Linked DNA regions of Sus scrofa: region 1 is linked to region 2. Evidence: chromatin contacts called from public HiChIP or PLAC-seq data. All regions are on one chromosome and are shown on one strand. The core of a region is the stretch at or near the end of the contact, and the rest is flanking DNA. Distances in the headings are between cores, read along the strand shown.

What was found. HiChIP or PLAC-seq counts read pairs in DNA pulled down with a chosen protein or histone mark.
Region 1: a contact with region 2 is called in an H3K27ac HiChIP or PLAC-seq map of skeletal muscle. The contact joins two enhancer-like sites. A contact is called at or near these places in 3 of 47 Hi-C or Micro-C datasets (embryonic fibroblasts, heart right ventricle and retroperitoneal adipose tissue) and 2 of 2 datasets of contacts at active chromatin or transcription factors (alveolar macrophages and skeletal muscle).

Annotation. Positions count from the first base shown.
Region 1 is chr2:145,212,556-145,218,211 of Sscrofa11.1, reverse strand. No RefSeq gene overlaps it. Among named protein-coding and RNA genes, the nearest start is that of NR3C1, 290 kb to the right of the region's middle. Within about 2 kb of position 2,316, at least 11 of the 83 cell types and tissues checked have an H3K27ac peak or open chromatin away from gene starts, as enhancers often do. A contact at or near this core is called in skeletal muscle, where this site is marked.
Region 2 is chr2:144,566,540-144,572,204 of Sscrofa11.1, reverse strand. It overlaps ARHGAP26 (rho GTPase-activating protein 26), which reads right to left. Exons shown (of 23, transcript XM_021085449.1): 12 at 4,469-4,505. Among named protein-coding and RNA genes, the nearest start is that of ARHGAP26, 270 kb to the right of the region's middle. Within about 2 kb of position 1,729, at least 14 of the 83 cell types and tissues checked have an H3K27ac peak or open chromatin away from gene starts, as enhancers often do. A contact at or near this core is called in skeletal muscle, where this site is marked.

The DNA of each region.
Region 1 (5,656 bases), core at 1,067-3,566, 650 kb before region 2:
CATCATGGTTATGAATGCCAAATTTGTGCAGTGCTCCCATCTTAATGCAGACTGCCTTCCAAGAGAGGGCACTCTACCCTTCTAGATGGTCAAGTCCCTGAATTTATTAATCCCCATGGTATCTAGCAAAGTGATGTAATCAAGAAGTGTCTCAAATGTTGGAACAGAAATGAACTAGGCATAAAAGGAATTGTTTGGTGGCTGAATAACTTAAAGTACAATTAAATAGAGCGCTGACTTTCTATCCCATAACTTATGTAGAAAAACTTTGCTCTACTCTTCTCATCTAGTATGGCAGGAAATCTCTTCTGTTTGTGCAAATGGAAAATGTTTTTGTTCTGAATTGCAGACAGATGTGGCTTTATGCCCGTGGTTCTTGCCTCCACTAAATGCACAGTTCATATTTATTAAAAAATATATATATCTTCTTGACCATCCTATATAGGAATTCAGGAGTTTGCTATGTGACTCAGCGTAACAAACCCAACTAGTAACCATGAGGATGCAGGTTCAATCCCTGGCCTCACTCAGAGGGTTAAGGATCTGGCATTACCGTGAGCTGTTGGTGTAGGTTGCAGACATGGCTCAGATCTGGCGTTGCTGTGGCTGTGGTGTAGGCCTGCATCTGCAGCTCTGATTCGACCCCTAGCCTGGGACCTTCCAAAAAAAGAGAAGAAAAAAAATCCATATTCATGTATTTTATAGCATATGAAATTTTAAAGAATATAGTGTCCTATGTATAATGTAAAAGGACAGTAAAAGTCATAAAGTAACATTTCATCAGTAAGAACTCTCAGGCGTGACAACAGTAGAAGATATTTTTTAAGAGATACAATATATTACCATGGATTTTGCTATTCCTAATACTGAGAGTATGTATGACCATGAATGCAACCATCACAATGCAGCCTGATAGAGTTGTGTTCACTGGTGACTCAAAAACTTCTTGGTGCATTGCTGTCTGCAGTGTGATTTTCCCGCCGCATACACCCCGCAACTTCCCAGTGATGAAAACCTCTTGGTAACATTCCAAAGAAATCAAAATACGATCTCCTTCTTTTATTTTTACAGTAGTTGCATTCCTAGAAAATTCAGGCTGCATTAAGACTGTATAAAAACAATTCGTGATTATGTCTCAAAGAATTGGTTTTAGGCTCCAGGATGTCTGTCAGGACAATTCTTGGTTGTATAAGACTGTCTAATCTAGCCTCCCTAGGCCCCACTGACTAAATGCCAACCACATTACCTCAATCATTGGGACTAGCAAAAATCCTCCCACAAATTTCCAAAACGTTTCTGGGGAAGTGGTATCTACCTCCTTGAAAAGCACTGCTTTCGTCAGCCCACGGAGTTCCCAAAAAGTTATGTGTCAATTTGATTCTCATACCTGGATCTGAATTTTCACATGTTAAGTGTTCATAAAACAAGGTGCATTTTTTTTAAAAAAAGACAGGTTTCTGCAGCATGCACAAAGGTGGCCCTGATTCACTGTAAGTAATGTTCTCGAATCCTCCTAGGTGGTGACCTAAGACACTAGCCCGGATGTCTCTCAAGTGAGAAGGCAAAGTTAACGTACGTGTGTGTGGAAGCTGGTAAACAAAGAGCAGGTGGACCACAAGTATGATACAGATGCACTGGCACAGGTACAGGCATCTGTATATTCAGCTGACTCGAGGGCTAGGCAAATGCCCTTGGCTGTCTCGAAGGTCCATGGGGTCGGTTCAGGAAAAAGGTAAGCCCAGGGCGAGGAGGATGTCAGCAGTTGCTAGGAGACTAACAGTCTGTGAAGGAAACAAAGGAAGTGAGTCAGGGGAGAGTGTGAATGTAGGGTTAAGGATAGCAGTGATGTCGCGGTCAGCCCAGGTGAAGGTGACCACGGCTCTGAGAACTACGTGGTGGATGTTGCTTCTTGAGTTACAGCTTCTTGCATCTCGATCTTGAACTGGAGGGAGCACCTAGTGCACGGCACAGAAGGATGTTTTCATCCCCGTCCTCACGTGGGAGCAGCGCACGGGGATATGAGCTTCCTTTCTCCATGCTTCCCAAGACACCTTGCGCTATCTTTACATTTCAGGAAAGCCAACCCCCCTCAGCTGTGTGAGGCAGACATCTGTTGACCATATTCCATGGATCAGAGTTGTGTCTGTTTTTCTCTCCCTTTGGGAGAAGGAATGGTGGGCGTGACTCCACGCAGAAATTCTGGCAAGCCAATAAAGACCACCGTCCAAGTTCCCTCAAGCTAACCATGCATGGCTCAGTCTTAGTGTAGTTTGCATGCCTGCCTCAGATTCCTGTCTTTAAGAAGGCTCTGAAAATCAGGCCCAGACAGACTCCAATGCCTATTCATCTGAAGTTCACCAGGCAGTGTGCCTGGTGTCATTTGAGCAAGCCGTTTCGCAGCCAGCTTTTTTTTTTTTTTTTTAATGACATGATTGCCCAGGCTTTCAAATCCCATTATGAAACTTTTCATCCTTTACTCAGGGCTTTTTTTTTTTTTTTTAATCTGCCATTTTAGTTTGACGGAAAGAGATGTTGAGCAGAAATAATAGCAAAATTGCTCTTTGGGACCAGATGATATCATGAGTCATGCCACATTTGGGGATCTGTAGTTGCCACATTTTTCCCTCTCCTGAAATTCTTAATGACTGACAGTGGTTGGTTATCAGGGAAGATAGGAAGAAGGCTGGACTAATCCCAGGGCAGCTTGGAGGTTCATTAGAAGGGAGGGAGGAGAGGCCCACCAGCCCTGGCCTGGGGCCACAGAAAACAAGGAGACCCCTAGCTGTGTCCTGCCAGGCATTCAGAGCCCTGCATGGAGGCAGCCTGATTGTTATTGGAAACAGTTACTGGCCAACGGCAGTGTTGTGCCTGCTGCTTCACTACGGTGACACACAACCTCAGGGCTGCAACACGATCCTCTCCATGTCGAGGGGGATGCAGAGTGCCTCCTACATACCCTAAGTCAAATCAGGGCTCCACAACTGGCTCTAAGAGAAGCAGTTACATATTCTTGTGAACATTCTCCTAGGTGTTTTCAGCTGCCAGGGAGTTCTCTCACATCAGCCTATCTAGAGAAAGCTGCAGGTGATGTTACAGCGTGGTTCTCACGTCTTCTCACCTGGTCTCACACATGGGGTCTGCTGGGAAAAGTGGATGCAGGATTCCTGGGGCACTTATCTTCACAGCTATGACCTAGCATCTCGCCCGGCACCTGGCTGTGGAGTAGGAATGAATACATAAGGAAGGCAAGCCAAGGTGGAACGGGTGTGAGGCATTCCTCCCTCCGCCCCGTCCTTCTCTCCCTGCCTCCCCCGTCCCACTCCACACCACTCCTGTTTCTCCAAAAAGTGAGGTCAACATCAGTATAACATCTAGTCATGAAATGGACAGTGCTAAGTAACTAAAAGAAACAGTGTCCATGTTAGTTATGAGTTTTGAGCCAGAAGGGCGTCAGGAAGACCTGCATTTTGGTCTTATCCTTCACCACCTGCTATTGGGCAACCTTGAACAAATTGTTAAAAATCTCTTAGCCTAATTGCTCCTCTAGCAAGTACAGATAGTAATAGTCCCACCTTATCCGTTTGTTATAAGAATTAGAGATAATTCATGTCAAGTGCTTGCACTGTGCTTGGGACTTTAGTGTTCAAGAAGTGTTAGCTGCTTTTATTATTTTCCCATAGGCTACTCATCACAACTGTGTGAGTATCAGCTCAGCGAGGTGACTGCTGCTAGGTCTGTGCCGCTCTGAGGAAAATTGCCGTCTCATCCATCTTGGGAGCAACTGGAATTATTCTCTGTACTGATTTGACCATGGATTAGCTTGGTTGCTATGGCTATATTACTTAACCTTCGGGGCTTCAGCGTCTTTGTTGTAAACACAGACAGCTGCTCTGTCTATACTCAAAGATCATTACACGTGAGAATGTTTAGGAAGGGCCCTAAAGACTGAGTATGAGTTTTTGGTTTATGCTATTGCCTAGATGCCTAACATTTGGGAATTAGATTAGGGAGGGAGAAGGGATGGAATGTACATTAAAGGCATTTATTCCAACTTTACTGATGAAGACGTCAATGAAGTGAAGGATTCATGATCCATAATAATGAGGTCAACTGCTCTAGCCGTGTGGAGGTCAGTAGGCATGTCCTCTCGGGAGAGCTAAGTCAGTCACATGACCTCAGTTTTTTTCTTTCAATGACACCACGTGATGTTAAAAGGAAAGTTGTTTTAGCTTTAGACAGTTAAAGCCAGAAAATTCAGGCCGTGTTTTCCACTAGTATGCAGTTCTCTCCCTCATATACCATAAAACAAAATCACAAGGATTGAAAGGCCATGGCAAAGAAGGTAAAATAGTGGATCCAATCGTCGTCATAATTATGGGAATATTATTTGAACATACTGTGCTAAAATCTTTGCATATATTCTCTCACTTAATTCCAGCCTGTAAAGTAGATGCCATCATCTCCGTGCCTCTGGAAGGAAGAAATTAAGGCTTGTAGAGATTAAGTAACATGGCCAGGTCGCTGGCTGTGAATTATGGAACATTGCCCTTTTTTAGTGTCTACTTTCCTTGTCTTGTCACCTCAAGGACAGTTGAGTGTACCTGACTGCTCAGAGTCAGCCCCTTTTGCTTGACAGCAGGTGAGGCAGAGTGACTTCAGAGCACTGGATCGCGCAGGTCGATGCTCTCTCCTCTTGTGCTGGTAAAAAGTCCAGAGCGATCCTGTGCCATTGATACTTGGTTTGCAGGACCCCATACATTTGCCTAATGTTTGGGAATTCGGTTTAGGTTAGGGAGGGAGAAGGGATGGGACGTACATTAAAGGCGTTTATCCTATCTTACTGATGAACGTGCCAGTGAATTGAAGCTGTGGCTCTGAATCCTCTGCAGTGGCAGAGATTCTAGTCCTTGTACACACCATCAGCCTCTCCATCCTTGCAGTGACCCAATGGGTGGCCTATTGTCAACTAGTCTACTGATCACTTTCCTTCCTCTTCATTTATGGAGCATTTCCTCTACGTTAAGCCCATCCATGCTGAGCATGTGGGATCATAAAAAGGGAAAAAATTGTCCCTGTCCCCCAAGAGCAACTGTTTTGGTGAAAAGTGAGATAAATGACTCACCAGAAAGGGAGGTAGAGAGAGAGAGACACATGGAGAGATGAGACAGTGACGAATAGAAGAACAAAGACGAGAATGATGTGCTCTATGAGCAGGGATGGAAGGGTGACTAATTTCAGCTGAAGGCTGGGGATCTGAAATCCCTCCCAGCAGAGATAGCATTGGATCTCGGTTTTGAAAGAAGAATGGGAGCCGAATCTGGGAAGAAAGGTTACACTACCAGGAGGAGAAGACTTAACTGTCAAATCCAGAGATAGCCATTCTGTACCTTGTTCTCACTGAGCCCAGCTATACTGTGAGTTGCCTTCTCTACACACCAGCCCAGGGGATCACCACCAGTTCAACGGAACCGATGGATGAATCCTCCTGGCCTTTTCTGACTTACTTCTTTATTGACTTCAAAGGCAGGACTATTAAACTAAGCAATAGGGGAATGGATCCATCCTAGGAGACACAAATAGATGGCCATTTGATTTCAGAGAGGGACTTCATAAAAAAGAAAGCACACATGGAAGTACCTACTCAGTAACATGTCCT
Region 2 (5,665 bases), core at 480-2,979:
ACTGATTATCAGAGAACTACAAATCAAGACAAGGATGAGCTATCCTTTTCTACCTACTAGACTGGCAAAAAAAAAAAAAGAGAGAGAGTTGGATAATGGCCAGAGTTAGCAGGAAGGGGGAACTCTTCCCGTGGGGCTGGAGGCCCCGGAGAGACGGCTCTAGGTCACGACCTGAGCACCTTCCCTCCAACGAAGCGGACACTACTCTCCTCCAGGGTAAACCCCGACAATACCGCAGCGACATCTGCGCCCATGCCCCCTCTGTGAGAACCTCCAGGGAAACACAACAAGGACTACAACCATTTACACGACAGAAAACCCCAGGTAGGACAGAATAATGTAAATCAACGATAATCAAAGAATTAACAAAACAAAACAAAAACAAAAACAAAAACCCACACAGGTAGGAGTTCCTGTTGTGGATCACGGGTTAAGAATCCATGTCTGTGAGGATGTGGGGTCAATCCCTGGCCTTGCTCAGTGGGTTAAGGAGCTGGCATTGCCGTGAGCTGTGGGGTAGGTCGCAGATGTGGCTTGGATTCGGTGTGGCTGTGGCTGTGGTGTAGGCTGGAAGCTGCAGCTCCGATTCAGACCCCTAGCCTAGGAACTTCCATATGCTGCAGGTGCAGCCATGAACAAAATGAAACAAACAAACAAACAACAACAACAACAACAAAACACCCCACAAGTACATGAAAGACATGAATTGGCAAGAGTACACGTTAAAAGTACACAATAGAACGGTGGACTGCGGGAGGACAGGAATAGGAGTTGGGAAAAGAACTAAAAGAGAAGTGAGTGAGTGACTTAAGGAGGAGCCTGTGAGGATCCCGTGCCACAAGCCAGGGAGCAAGACTAATTCTCTCTCTCTGGACCCGAGATCCAAAGAGAAGAGAGAAGAAAGCAAAGGGGAGAAAAGTCTCTGCAAAGAAATGTGCATGCATTTATCTGCTGTCATCCCCTCCTTGGCAACTGGGCCATTTGGAAAACACCAGCAGCTGCCAGCCATTAATTATGGCCCTGCCTGACATCCCACAGGCACTGTATGCCCTGAGAGAAACTTCAAGATAAAAGCAACAAATTCAGAACTGTCCCCGAAGGAATTCCCTCCTGCTACCTGTCACTTCAAAATATGCTGGTTCTGTGGTGAAATGCTGGCATTTGAGTTCTCACCAAACCATTTTCCAGAAAGGAAAAGGCCCAACATTTGGAATCTGGCTCTTAAAAGGTAACAGCACAGCATCCCACGTTTAAATTCATATCCTATAGACTTCTTACCTTTAAGTGTTTCAATTGCCTCATACACAGCTGCAAAACCACCAGAGCCTGGGCAACAGCGCCACCTGTGGCGGAGGAGCGCCACTGCGTGGGGTGCGGTGAAACTCACGTCACCTCGGCAGGAATTGGAAAGGGAACGGGCTTGGCAGCAGAGGGGAAACGAAGCTAAGGCTCGTGTGATGTCAAAAGAAGTCCTAACCCTAACCCTAACCGGAGCACTTCTCTGGTGTAGCCAGCTTGGAAATCAGTGAACAGAGCAGTTTCTAGAACAAGAGCACCCTAGAAAAATAATTTTTCTAAACTACTCCTGGAAAAGTGACCGGTATGTTTAACCCATCTGTCCTCTCCCGCTTCCCATATGAAAAGGTGAGCAGCTGAAGAATCAGTAGAGACTCAAGGCAGCCAACTCTGTCCCCTGTGAATAACAATGGCAAGAGCCACATGCTGCACGCGCCTTGTTTCCACAAACGGAACCTTCTGTGTTGTTCTTTTCCTAGGGAGGTAGAATATCCCTGTGGTTAACAGCAGAGTTAAATTAGAGCCAGGCAGAACTCAGATTAAATCACATCTCCTGCATTGACCAATCTCAATTTCCTAATCTACAAAGTAGGTCAAAAGCACCTCGCAGAGCAGTGCAAAAGCATCAGAGGAGCTAATGTGCATAAAAACCCTGAAACACAGTGAGGAGCCGGTAAGCGCTATCCATGAACAGCTATTATTGTAAAATACACTCGCTGTTGACAATGCAAAGCATAGAGAAATATTTCAAGGTGAAGGTCGGTGTCTCCCAGCAATCTACCCCCTGTGCTGATTAAGACTTTGACGAGGAAGCGTCTCCAGGACTGTGCCTCTCAATGTCTCTAGACAAGGCAAGTCATTTATTTTTATCCACACATGGTTCCACCACCTGAGTTTTAAAAACGTAAGGGAACAATATACGGAGGGCACCGTTTTGGCAAATATACCAAGATCTCGCCTGTTCTTTTTAGAGGGTCCATAGTGCTCTCTGCTATTTGTCATCAGTGTCTTATTAACCATTTAGACTGTCTCCGATTCTTTGCTATCGTGACCGATGCGCCAATGAACTTCTTTACAGAAATGTCTTTGCATTCCCATCTATCCGTCAGGACAAACTGCTGGGTCAAAGGATATTTACTTTTGAAAGGCTTTTAATACATAGTCCCCAGATACTTAATACATATTACGATATGGTAAAACCAGCTGGCATGCCCACCAGCAGAAGCACGGTCATCTTTTAAATCTACCGGTATGTATCTCAAGGAGGGAGAAGCAGATTCATAACGTCAAAAGTTACAGGCAAGGAGTTCCCGTCGTGGCACAGTGGTTAACGAATCTGACTAGGAACCATGAGGTTTCAGGTTCGATCCCTGGCCTTGCTCAGTGGGTTAAGGATCCAGCATTGCCGTGAGCTGTGGTGTAGGTGGCAGACGCGGCTCGGATCAGCGTTGCTGTGGCTCTGGTGTAGGTCGGCAGCTACAGCTCCTATTAGACCTCTAGCCTGGGAACCTCCATATGCCGCGGGAGCGGCCCTAGAAAAGGCAAAAAAAAAGTTACAGGCAAGCTTCAGGTCTGGGCAGGGGGTCTCCTTCGATGTGTCCCTGCCCCTCCCAGTTCCTAGGTCCTTTATTATAGAAATGTGTCCCAGAGCAGGGCAGGGCGTGGGCCTCTGTCCTCTCTTGTCCTGGTGGGTCCCGTGATGTCCCTTCTGTAATTCCATCTCCTGAGTCCTCTCGAAACCCTCAGTCGAGGTGTGCTGTCTTGCCCCAGGTGGGCTGAAGCTAGGCCACTTTGATGCGCTCTTTCCTGGGACTCTCAGAGAAGTGAGGCAAGGACTGACAAACTGTTTAAAAGCTTTCTCATCCTGCTTCTATTATCCAGAAGGCCCTTCCCCACTGGTCCCCGGGTCTCCAGAACTGGTCTGATTTCAAGCCTTGGTTCTTCCACTCTTCCCACCTTACTGCGGGTGGCGCTGCAGAGTTCTCTGCCCTTTCATTATTATTACTATTGTTTATGCGATTGTTATTTTAGGTCAAGTTAGCCCCGTATCAGATGGGCTTTCCGAAACAGGCCCATCTGAACGGGGGAGGAAGGACTTGTTTCCTTGAATATTTACTTGAAAAATTCTCCCTGGTTCAATGCGTGCGGGAAAAACAGAAGCAACAAAGAAACATGTTTTTCTTCTCCGAAAGGCCTCTTGGCCTACCAATAACGACCTTTCCAAATTACTTAACATTTTACATAAAGATTCTGTAACATCTGTATTTTGGAAAGCATGAAAGAAGGGAAATGTCTGTCTCCAAGTGGATTTCGCATCGACATAAACAGCTCATCCTTTTCTCTGGTCCACATGGAGCGGCACTGAGCTTCCGGATACTGCTGCAATTCAGGGTAGGGCTATCTTGGACTTTTCTCCAAGTGGATTTTACAAAGCAAATCTGAGGCACAGGGACACAATTTCCTTCCTACGCTGGTAGCAACAAGGCAGGAATTTGTTTTTTCTCCTGCTCACCAAGGAGACCATCAGCCCAGTTTCATGTTCACCCCATCATCGTTACAAGGTTGCAGGTGCCCTTGGACGTCGTGCTTAACCAGAGCGCTCAGAGCCAGAAGCAGGGGAGCTGTGCCTGCTCGAGAGGCTGCCCAGGTCACTCCCGTCAGAGAGGAATATCATCAGTGTGCACTGTCTCTGCTCTTAGCTCTCCAAGAGGCAACGGGAACCCAGGAGTAGGTACCAAGCCATCACTCAGACGGTTCTTGCCTCTCCAGTCCTCTGAGCAAGACCGCGCAGGAGGCAAAGCCAATTCTGGCTTCCTGCAGGACAGGGCTCTTGGGGACCTGGCTCTTATTGGATTAAGCAACGTTTAAGTGGTGACTGGAATGACATTCTTAAGACGACACAGGATTAACGGAGCTAATGTACCTCATTCTCTGGACAGCGTGAAGGGTTACGGGGTGCAAGATGTCATCACGGCCTTGCCGGTCAGGCTCACGGCAAGTCCTGGAGTCCCTGACATGGTAAGGCTGGCAGAAGCCGCTCAGGCTGCTCTGGGGGAAGGGGGCTGACCCAACAGGCCCATAGCACCTCCTGGTGGTCCTTCCCCAGAACAGCAGCTTCCCCAATCCCGCCCCCGCCCCCAGCTGTAGAAACAAATCTGAACAGCGTACTTACTGCCTTCGCTCTGACTGTCTCTGTTGGAGTTGTAGACCTGGAAAACAGAAAGACCTGTTTACTTGGGCGCATTTTCCTACCACTCTCCAGGTCCACTGGAGAAAACCACTCCTTCCCCCTTTCCTAGCTTGTGCCTGAGGATAGAAGGCCACTTCTGGCCCCCACATGTAAATGCCATCACACCTAGTTCCTGCTATTTACTTCAGGTGTTCTTAATGTGTGCACATCAGAATCACCTCTGGAACTTTATGGTTAAAACAAAAACCTCATATTCCTCCTTCAAAAAAAACCCAAACTTATGTATGCATGGAAACTAAAAAGGAGAAAAAAAATTAATGTTACAAATCATTAAGCATTAACTGCGCACGCCAGGCAATGAGCTAAGCAATTCACATGAATTATCTCAAATTATCTATACAACAATTCTGTTGGGTAGGCGCTGTTATGATCACCGTTTTACAGATGGAGAATTGCAGGCTTCGAGAGGTTAACTAAGGCTCCCAGCTGGTATGTGGCAAAGTCAGGACAAAGATACGTGAAAAACTGTCAAGTGTTAACACTGGGGATGGGACCAGACCGCTTTGTATTTTATATTCTTGTGTGAATTCAAATGCTATAAGGGTAATGCATTACTTCTATAGCAGACACCCCTGGAATGAGTCATGGAAATCAGAAAAGGGAAAGCGCCCCCAAATAAACCAGACAGTGACACTGGAAGAGTCGGCTTTTTCCCACAAAGCGTCAGATGGTAAGTATTTTTGTCTCTGTGGGCCGGCACGCAAAAGACAAATCGATGATATTATATGGGTATTTCTAAACCAAGAGGGGAGAAACACTTCCACAAATTTTTCTCGACAAAATTCAAAATAAAGTAGGTTTCGAAATTCAGGGGTAACTCTCAGAGCAGGTGCAGATCAGTCTTAGGGTTTCATGGCCCTCTTTTCAGAGACGCTTGGCTTGCTTCCTCCAGGTGTTAAAGGAAAAAGTTCTCAACCAAGAGGGGCCATCGAAATCACTTGCAGCATCTTTTTCCAAGGTGCATGATTTTTTGAAACACAGGTCTACTCAGCAGAAGCACAGAATTTGTTTTTATATATAAAAGGTGGGTAACATGTAGCTTAAAGAGAGTTCAAAGTATTTCCTATGAAGTTGATTGCAGATGCTCATCTGTGAATACCATGCTTAGCTCGTGGCTAC